Regions from separate parts of the Danio rerio genome. Here region 1 is linked to region 2. A link is a contact called in public Micro-C data. All regions are on one chromosome and are shown on one strand. Each heading gives the region's core, a stretch centred on a gene start, on an enhancer-like site or on the middle of the called end of the contact. The rest is flanking DNA. Distances are from core to core; before and after follow the strand shown.

Evidence for each region. A called contact is a pair of places that touch in the nucleus more often than the background predicts.
Region 1: a Micro-C map of caudal fin shows a contact between it and region 2, with 10 times the contacts expected there. The contact joins the promoter of znf687b here to the promoter of hax1 in region 2. A contact is called at or near these places in 3 of 18 Hi-C or Micro-C datasets (caudal fin, hematopoietic stem cells and an unstated tissue) and 2 of 4 datasets of contacts at active chromatin or transcription factors (embryo and gastrula embryo).

Annotation. Positions count from the first base shown.
Region 1 is chr19:8,887,125-8,893,043 of GRCz12tu, forward strand. znf687b (zinc finger protein 687b) reads right to left here and starts at 1,595. Exons shown (of 10, transcript NM_001347673.1): 1 at 1,290-1,595. cks1b (CDC28 protein kinase regulatory subunit 1B) reads left to right here and starts at 4,309. Exons shown (of 4, transcript NM_001003593.3): 1 at 4,309-4,471; 2 at 4,734-4,808; 3 at 4,986-5,113. The coding sequence starts at 4,750.
Region 2 is chr19:8,852,229-8,857,384 of GRCz12tu, forward strand. hax1 (HCLS1 associated protein X-1) reads left to right here and starts at 3,156. Exons shown (of 7, transcript NM_001002337.1): 1 at 3,156-3,288; 2 at 4,845-5,077. The coding sequence starts at 3,218. It overlaps ubap2l (ubiquitin associated protein 2-like), which reads left to right. Exons shown (of 27, transcript NM_001083066.1): 27 at 348-2,003. The coding sequence ends at 443. It also overlaps a transcript of mllt11 not described here.

The DNA.
Region 1 (5,919 bases), core at 345-2,844, 33 kb after region 2:
ATGTTCAACAAATCGATTTACTGACAATTTCCATAGTATACTCTTGCATGAATGCCATAATTTGACAAAATTACTAAATAATGACAGTGTAAATAACATCTGGTTGACATTAAATTCTCTTTTAATAAGAGAATAACTCATTGTATTTATTAATAGCTCATATTCTTTAATATTGAGTCTAAATTCTGCTGTGATTTAATGTGATGTGTAAGGTGCTAAGTAAGTTTAAGCAACAGCTTATGGCAAGTCTACTGTTTTTTTTAAATACCTTAATTTTAAAACATCCAACTAAAATCAAAGCCAACTAAATCAATTTATTTCAAACTCTTCTTTTTCTAAACATTAACAGACACTGCTTCGTGCTAAGGTACCTCTGAGGTAAACTGAGAATGATGTTAGCCTCACGTATAATTATCACGAATCATGTATATCATCATTTATTAATAGTTCATTTTAGTTCCACAACAAAAATACATGTATAAGTTTTCATTTAAACATATAAACACATCGTGCCACAGCAAATAACACCCATCGGCTTTTGTTAGCTTTGGCTAACAGCCGCGTAATGCCTCTATAGCAACCTAGATGTTGGTGGCTGAACCAGAACACGTATTTAGAGATGCAATATAAGAATGAATCATTTTAAACATTTACAAGTAGATATTATGATATATTATACACATTATATCATTTACATGTGTGTTAACAGAGCCTGTTTAGCACGCTACAGCAGCAATGGTATCAACAACAGAATCCAAACAAGCCCCTTTAACGTTAGATGGAATAAAAACATTGTACGAAAATATAATTGAGCAATAAACAAGAAAAAGGGGGTTAGTTCCTATCGAGAACGCGTTACAAGTATATACAATTCATTATGTATATAACGTTTTGACAAACAGGGAACGGCTAAAACCTGCGGCTGACCTGGCTAACAACAAATGGGGACAGAATTGAATCGCTGTCGTAAGAATAATGAGTTTCCGACACATTTTGTCTCTTACATTAGGTTTGTATGCTGACTGACTGCTAAACAAAGCACTACTGGGCTGATAAATAGAAACATGGGGTGTATTTTTGGGTTTGTTCTGTTATGACGGCGGGGTCTGTGCTGCCCCGTCGCGAGGGTCATTTAAGCGCAGGCCACTGCATGTGCACGGCAACGTTTACCTGCTTATAAATAACCTCACACTGATGCCACATTGTGCCTTCATGATCATGCATTTTAATGAAGGTGTGTGTAGTTTTCGGATTTTGTTTTTTCATGCACAGGCAGTTATTTTGTTTACCTGCTTTTTGAGATTCCCGACTATCCTCGCTCCAGATGAAGCGCCTACTTCCCGTCATCGATCGACTACGGCCAGGTCTTGGAAGATAAAGTTATCAATTATAGATAGAAAAAATGTTTTTCGTTATGGTTTTTGGTTATGCGCGTAAGTTTGCATCTAAATCTCCTGTGGTATGTCAGTTACAGTTTTGATCTCAAAGAAAAACATCACAATTGTAATTAGATTCTATGGATGTGTGGTTGTTGTGTATTTATGTCCTTCCAGGATCTCGTATTTCACTGTCTTTTGCTTGATTTGGTTTAGGCCTTGATTGTAAGGATTGCGGATATTTCTGCACCCCCTAAAGCACAGAGGATTTACGTTCATTTATTTCCATATACTATAAATATCTTATAGTTAAGAATTGTAGCCAATAATTAGATATAAAAGGTTTATTTTTCTATATGCTTCCAAAATGTTGAAACATATGTCATACATTAACGTTATTCACAATATATTGTTGCATTTCGAGACATCTAAGGTTATTTTGGCCATTATTTGCACAGACACAAATGCATGTACGGATGCATAACATTGCTTTTATACCGTATCTAGTCAATTCCTTTATGTCTGACGAGGAAATATATCATTAAAAATGTATATATATAATGAGCCCAGGATTACGATGAAGACTCATACCAATGTTAAGTGTAATGAAACATGTAGAAATGTGGAAAGCAACAGTAATCAGAATTCATTTTTAAGAAACATCACAATGATGCTATATTTATCTCATCTGATTTATTTATTAGGTTTTACCGCCATCTAGAGATCACTTGAAGCACCGGCACCGGACAGCTGCATCCGATGCTGACGCACACACACACACACACACACAGACACATACGCACAATTTTGCAAACATATTGGCTCATTTATTAAAGATAATAGTCAACATGTTTCTGTTACTCTTAAAGATATTATTTGTGGTTATTATCAATCTGTCTCTACTAATAGAAATGCTTGTTTTGTTATAGCCTACATTTAACTGATTTTTTTTCATTCCATATCCACAAATGCAAATGTACTAATACCAAACCATATTTTCCAGGTTTTTTTGCAAGTAGTTATTTAAATATTTTAATATATTTAATATTTAAATTTCATTATTTGAAAATAAGAAAGCAAACAGAACTATCTCATTTTGTAATGACTTTATATACTGTAATTGATTCTTAAACGTCTTACCCTCATTTCATGTTCATTCATTCATTCATTCTCCTTTCGGCTTAGTCACTTTATCAATCCGGGATTGCCACAGCGGAATGAACCACCAACTTATCCAGCATGTTTTATGCAGCGGATGTCCTTCCAGCTGCAACCCATCACTGGGAAACACCCATACAATCTCATTCCCAACACTGGCGGACAATTTAGCTTATCCAATTCACCTATAGCGCATGTCTTTGGACTTGTGGGTGGGGAAAATCGGAGCACCCGGAGGAAATCCAAACCAACACAGGGAGAACATGCAAACTCCACACAAAAATGTCAACTGACCCAGCCGAGGCTTGAACCAGCAACCTTCTTGCTGTGAGGCGACAGCAATACACACACACATACACACACACACACACACACGATAACCTTTGTGCTTATTTGAAATCAAGTAAATTAGTATAATCTTTTTGTGTACTACAGATAGAAAGTAAAGAAAGGATCATCATCAAAAGTCCATGGCTTCCCTTTAAAGTGCAATGTATGGAGAGTTATACTTTACAATACTGTTGGTGTATAAAGCAAATATAATTATGTAAACATACATGCATATACATATATATATATATATATATATATATATATATATATATATATATATATATATATATATATATATATATATATATATATATATATATATATATATATATAGTGCTCAGCATAAATAAAACCTGTACCGCATGTCTTTGGACTGTGGGGAAACCTGGAGCAAACCCAGCGAACGCAGGGAGAACATGCAAACTCCACACAGAAACACCAACTGAGGTTCGAACCAGCAAACCTTCTTGCTGTGAGGCGACAGCAATACCTACTTTGCCACTGCATCACCTATTAAACAGATATATTTAGTAAAATAATATTTTAGTCAGCGAACATCTTCATATATATATATATATATATATATATATATATATATATATATATATATATATATATGAAGAGTAATATACTCTATATTTAATAATTACTAATATTCTAATATTAGCATTTTTTAATTTTTCTGCATTTTTTTCTGTCTTGATTCATTAATTTTACTTTTACGGCAAAGAATTGTTTATTTTCATCGCTTATAACATGAAATAACTGAACATAAACATGAGTAGCTGAGAAAAATGCTCATTGTAGAAGAAAATTACAGATAGCACATAAAGGTTTTTAGCATCTCTGAAGACTTCATATATATATATATATATATATATATATATATATATATATATATATATATATATATATATATATATATATAGCAAATTGAGAAAAAATCATAAAAAAATAATAAAAATATGAAACTCACAGCAACATCCCTGCTGCATAAATTATTTTATCTAAAAAAACTAGAAGGGAATTTGACAGCGTTAATGAAAAACATCAAACAATAAAACCATTGATCAAAGTATCATTTCACAGCCCCTACCCACAAAAAACCCGCAAACAATCATGAATATATATGTATGTATATATATATATATATATATATATATATATATATATATATATATATATATATATATATATATATATATATATATATATATATATAAGCAGCACCATGATTAGTATGAAACAGTCTAAACATAAAACATATATAATTTTATTTGTGATTTTTTTGCGACTTTTATTTTGCGCCGCATCCAAAAAACAGGCAGACGTCGTATCCAATAGCAGAAAGTCTTCCAGCCAATAAAAATATGTTGTCTAAATGACGTGTTTAGCATCTGTCCAATAGGAAAATACTTTTTTACATTCGAACGCTTGTGGGCGGGCTAGAGGATCTCCGGGAGGGAAGTTCAAGCAAGGAGGAAACCTAAACGGTGGATGTTTTCGTAGATTTGTCATTTGTAAAAAAATAGATTCACACTTCAACTAAAGTACTCGTTGTCAAGTAATTTAGACAGTTGTTGCATTCACAACAGGAAGAAGCAGTAAGTGACTATGCTTATCTAGAATAAACACTGAATCTGTGGTTATGTTGTTTATTAGCTAAAGTGGCATGAGAAGCTAACGTAGCCAGCATTGGAGGGAAACAGTCGTAAGGCTGTATTTATGTAGTTTATAACGTTACATGTATTAACAAGTCAAACCGATAACTGATAATTTCCTTTAACCGTATAGTTCAATACAATAGACAATACATTAACAATACACATTATTTTATTAACATGTCGGATTCTTCTCATCATCCAGAAACAACAAATACGCAATGTCTCACAAGCAGATTTATTACTCCGACAAATACGACGATGACAAATTCGAGTACAGGTAAAACATTCGACCTATCTATTTTGTTTACTTTCATTGTCATATGTGTTTATGTTTTGGAGTTCCTGTGACTTCATGACATTACAGAAAACAATCATGTTCTGCTGTTCAACCCTCTTTTGCATCACAAAAGTGACAATCACATGAAATGAAGCCATGGTTTCCATTCATTTTTAGGCATGTCATGCTTCCTAAGGACATTGCTAAAAGAGTTCCCAAGACCCATCTGATGTCTGAGACAGAATGGAGGAATCTGGGTGTTCAGCAGAGTCAAGGATGGGTGCATTACATGATTCACCAGCCTGGTATGTGTGTGTTAAGATTTCAAAAAGTCTGAAATCGGTCCATTGTTCTGACGATCTGTGCTACCTCATCAAAATGTGCTACAAGTAGCTCAATCTGTCATATTTCATCTAAAAAAACAGGGTTAGCACAACTTGTCAGCTTCAAATGTCTATCAGAATGAACTACCTCTCTAAAATACAAATTAAATATTAAAGAAAAAAAAAACATTAAGTCAGTAGTTCACGCTGATAGACATTTGAAGCTGCTATGCCTTTTTCTACATTGTTCAATAGAGTAGTAGTTAATTTCGATGGACATTTGAAGCTGACAAGATGTGCTACCCCTGTTTTTACATCCTTATTTAATGTGGTAGTTCATCTTGATGGACATTTGAAGCTGACAAGATGTGCTTAATCCTGTTTTTACATCCTTATTTAATGTGGTAATTCATATTGATAGACATTTGAAGTTGACTAGATTAGGGATGCGACGATTAACCGGTTTCTCTATTAACCGCAATTTAATTAGTCACGGTTAATTAATCGTAAAGGCTTCTCAACACCTCGTTTCTGCACGAAACAAATCTGCAGCAACTAAACAAAGTAATGCCAACTGTGCACTAGTTTGTACACCAAGACTAATAACCACACACATTGGACTAACTATGACTGGGGCTATTAACTAAGGCGAGCTCGTGCAAGTTATTTCCAATGGAGGGACGTGCACGCGACGCAACATGCTAACGATTTTCAGGCGCACCAAGTTGATATGACAGGGGGCTTTTGTGACCGCAGGAATTGCAAACGGCTAAAGTTTGAGGAAGAAG
Region 2 (5,156 bases), core at 1,906-4,405:
CTTATATTTTTAAGTGAGTTTGTTTTGTTGTATTACGATTGTATTTATTATTAATATGTTTTATTATTTTTATTATTATTATATTTCTTCCTTTCAAATCAAAGCTTCTAAGATGATCGAGTAGGTCGAACAGTAGGTTTGAAATGTTTATGAATAAGAATTGGTATGAATAGTTTATACACAAACACGCGTATTAGTATATATATAAATTTGTGTATATTAAAAAAAATATATATATTTTATTATTAAATTTTTTTTCTTCGCCAGTCAGACCTGACTACTGTTTTAAGAAAAAAACTGTTTTGCAGTCATGTTTGATTTGAAAAGTTTTTATTTTCTTTCCTCAGAGTGGCTCTGGACAGCGCAGTCAGAACGCCTCCATTCAACAGAAGTCCCAGATCAACAAATCTGGATACAACAGCTACAACTGGGGAGGCAATTAACACCCCGATCCTGTCCGGCTCTGTCTGCAGTTCCAAAGGCTGGATCAGTGGAAGTTTTCTTTTCTCCCCCAGATGATCTCCTATTCTTTTCCCCCTCAATCCTCCACGGCGCCCCTCTCCTCTCTCTCTCCCCGTCTGCTTGGTCACCCTGCAGTTCCAGCCTCAGTCCTCAGGTGGTGCTGTTCCGAGAGAGATGCAGCACTGTAAGCGCCGCCACACCAGGATGAGACCAGGGGGAGACATCTGAACGCCAATATATGGATAGTTACTTAGGCCTTCATGATGGGAGTATTGAGTATTCAAAGTTTGTATTGTTCAAAATGCATAAAAAGCCCTTGAATCCCCCCCCCCCCCACCCCTCCTTTAATTTTACTTTCATTCTGTAACATAGAAGTTTTCTAAAAGGACAGATGTTTAGGTGTTTTTGTTTTTTTCCCTCCTCTTTTTTTCATTTGCTGACGGATAAAATGAAAAAGAGAGGTTTGATTAAGAAAGGGAGGGCAGGATTGAGTTTGTTTTCCCTCAAAGAGTTGATTATTTTCCTGCTTTCTCTTTCTTTGCTTGATCTGCAGTCCTCTGTTCTCCCCTGCTATATGTTTTTACCAAATTTTATTTTGGGCAAAAAGGATGATATCACTCTAAATCGGCTAGTTGCAGTTGTGAAGTTTATTTTTTACCAAATATAAATAGATATATGGAGATAACAAAAAAAAATCAAAGTGTATAGGTGAGTTGACAGGCTTTGGATCTGTATTGCGTGTGTATGTGCATGTGCGTTTGGGTTTATTTTCTATCTGAGCGAATGGATGAGTGGCATCGTCAGGGTGGCCAGTGTATGAATGTTGTGCTTCTAGACTAGGCTTCAATGCGTATTCATTTTAATTCCTTTATTGGAGCCTTACTGTACTCTCTGGATGTGAGAAGTGCACTGGTCACCTTATACTTCAGATTGTTATTATTTTCCTTCCGCAGACTGATTTATTAACCGCACTTCCTGTTGCAGGGAGACTGGATTGCGTTCGGGCATGACTTTTGACCTCGTTGTTTTGCCATAAGCGTGACGTTTCTCTCATTTGCTTTGGGATTAAGAGGTCACCCCGTGTGTGTTTTTTGTTTTGGGCCACCCTGTGTTTTCTCTGTCCTCCTTTCTGACCTGCAGTCTTTCTCCTCCCGTCTGTCCCCCAAATATATTCTTTTAGTAATCTGATTATTAGGAAAGTGCTGATGGACAGAATTGTACTATGGGTATTTTCTTTTTGTTTGTTTTTTTTTTCTTTGTCAGTGACTTTCTTTTTGTACTGTGCGTTTTAAAAAGATTTAAATGGATAAACTTGTCTTGTACATATATATATATATATAAAAAACACAAGTACTGTAGTCTGTTTGTTTGATGGCTTCTTTTCTCCCCTCTCGAATCCCTACACAGACTTGTTAGCATTTCGTTTTGTTTCATAATGTTTTTTTATTTTGTAAAAAATATATATATAAATATTAAGTAAATAAACAAGAAAAAGACATTTTCATCATTTTTTTGGGATGTGAATGTCTTTTTTAAGAAAACCGAAGTTTGTGTGCCTCTTTAACTGCAGTCTGCTTCTTTGTTCAGGTTGATCACGTCAAGTGTTGCTTTGCAAATGTACATTCACATCTTATTTTTTAAATCTAATACAAGGAGCCCTGTTGCCTTGGGGTTTAAAATGTATTGGTTTCTCAATTTATTATGTAAAAATAGGACTGAAATGATAGTTAAGTGTCTGAATACAAATCTTACCACAGTTGCTGGATGTAGAATATATTTAAATAATTTGGTTTACGATGCATATGTAGATTACCTAAATATCTAATCCAATACTAGATTACAGATAAAGTAAGGTAGATTTAAATTTTTGATGTGCTTTTTATTTAACTTTTTAACTTGCCAACAATATAAAACCTCTTTATTTAAAAATACATATTTTTTACTTAACACAGTAATTTAATAGAATTTATTCAAAGATATTACTTTTAAACTTGATGAATTAAAATTAAGCAATTTTAAAATCTTCATGAATGTTTAAACTTGCACATTTTGATAGTATAAGTCCTTTATTTCTCCCATACATATCCTACATAACATAAATATAGTCTGTTTTTCTGTTGAACACAGATATTTAAGAATATTAGAAATAGGTAGCTACTTACCTCTATAGAAGGGGAAAATAAATAAATAACTATAAAAGTCAACGGCTACTTGTTTCCAGCATTCTTGTTATTTACAGTAGAAACAAACTAACCGGTCTGAAACAAATTAAACACTTTTTTTTTTTTTTTTTTTTTTTTTTTTTTTTTTTACAAATAGTTATAGAAATAGTTTAGATTTTTTTTACAGCGTATAACCATGATGACATTACCTTGTTGGTAACGTTTGGTTATTTGTGAACTATCGAAAGTTTAGTATATACTTTTAATTTCAAAATGCAGCCGATAAACTTCCGGTAAAACGTGTATGTAATCGTTTTAAATTTCATAAGGTTCATTTTACAGTATCGATACTTTATGTAACTAAATATAATCCAACTTAATTGACTTAAGCATTTGTTTAGAAAGAAAGCGTTAAAAGATAACAGACGCAAGAAGGAACACATCATGCCGTGTGGGACTTTAATTTTGAAACTTGTGCGGAAGCAGGTGGAAAGCTCTAGTAGGTTTCCTCACTGTTCTTCCTGCGCTAATCTCTGATGCAACTCTGTTTGTTATGGTGGCATTTTGTGAAGGTCTCAGGATTCTGTCCATAAATGAGCGTTTTTGATCTGTTTCGTGGGTTTTTCGGGGTTCCCGGAGGTCATTATCGAGAAGATGGCCGCAGGTGAGTTTGTCAAATTGTTAAAATAAGTTCAAACGTCACCTGACAGCTGCTGCTGTTAAACAGATAATGTTTAAATATATAACCACGTGTATTTTGTGTTGTTCTGTGCGTTATGTACTTAATTTATATTTTATCTGCAAATATTACGGTTTGTAACTTGTGAATTGCATCCTTTGTGTTAAGTTAATAGCATAATGGTTAAAGCAAAACGATGATCGTTTAAATGGTAATCTTGTGTGTAGAAGTTATGTAATCTAATATAATTCATCTCGCTTTCTTGAGGTTTTTGTATCGTTAATGGTTTTAATACAAGTAACATTTAAACATTTTTAAATAAACAAAAGCGTTTATATATTGAAATTAAATTATGTTCGTGTCATTATAAGTTTTAATATATATGTTAGATAGACAATAACTTTGCAAGTACACAGATTATTTGGTCCAGTTTTATTTTCGAGTAAGTAACAGCTGAGATGTAGAGATGTGAAGCCATATGGAACATTCTTTCACTTTTATTTTGACACACCAGAACATGAAATGGTAAACACCGTGTTGCTCCTTGAAACATTAACACACACCTCTTCATAAGTACTTTAATTAAATGAGACTTAATTATTGCGGTTTCACATTTTAAAGTAGTAATAAGTATGAAAAATTCAGCAACAGATGACATCAGAATATCCTAATATAAAGAGAAGAAATATGAAAGAAAAGATAAAAGAATATTAATTTTCTTTTCGGCTTAGTCCCTTTAGTAATCAGTGGTCACCACAGCCGAATAAACCGCCAACTCATCCAGCATATGTTGTACGCAGCGGATGACCTTCCAGCTGCAATCCAACTCTGGGAAGCACGCATACACTATGGCCAATTTAGCTTCAATTCACCTGTTCCACATGTCTTTGGAATATGGGGGAAACCCACGCCAACACAGGGAGAACATGCAAACTCCACACAGAAATGCCAACTGACCCAGCCGAGACTCTGCGACCTTCCTGCTGTGAGGCGATCTTGCTACCCACTGCACCACCGTGATGCCCTGTACAAATATGTACACTGGATGTAGTTTTATGAACCCCCCCACCCAAAAAAAAAGCAGAGCAACAGAATATAAGCAGCATATTTTTTGACCCAAGAATATTTATCTTAAAATCATGCTTAGACTTGCATGCTAAAATGTTATATTTGTTAAATAAACATTCATAATTTTTAGTAATAATTAAGATATTTTCATTACCTGTCACTTGATGTTACACTTATCTTTATTTTCTTTAATTAACTATTATTGTTTTTACACCAAACCTAGATTAAATATATTTTAAACTATACAAAGGGTTTTTAATGGTGGTTAAAAATCCAACGGCACTTTGCATATAACTGTAAGCACTTTTGGTGTAATGGTAATCAACATAAATAATGATTTTTTTTCTTTTAAATGTAGACCTTGTTGGCATAAATAATATTAATTTGTCCTATATTGCGCCAGATTAATCAGCTACAGTGATGTTTAGTTTAGAGTGGTCTGACAATTTGAATCATGGTTTTTTTTAATACAGGGACCCCTTCTTTGATGGAATGATTCATGAAGATGATGATGATGAAGACGAGGATGACTTTAACAGACCCCATCGGGATCCGTTTGACGATGCCTTCAGGTTTGGATTCAGTTTCGGTCCAGGCGGGGCACGCTTTGAAGAGCCTCAGATGTTCGGCCAGATCTTCAGAGACATGGAGGAGATGTTTGCTGGTCTGGGACGCTTTGATGAGCGACATGGATTTGGACCGAGAGGTGTGTCTCTTTGCTCTGTCCCTTTTCAATTTAACATTTTGAATGACCAATTATAGTTAATTTATAAACAATAAGGTGA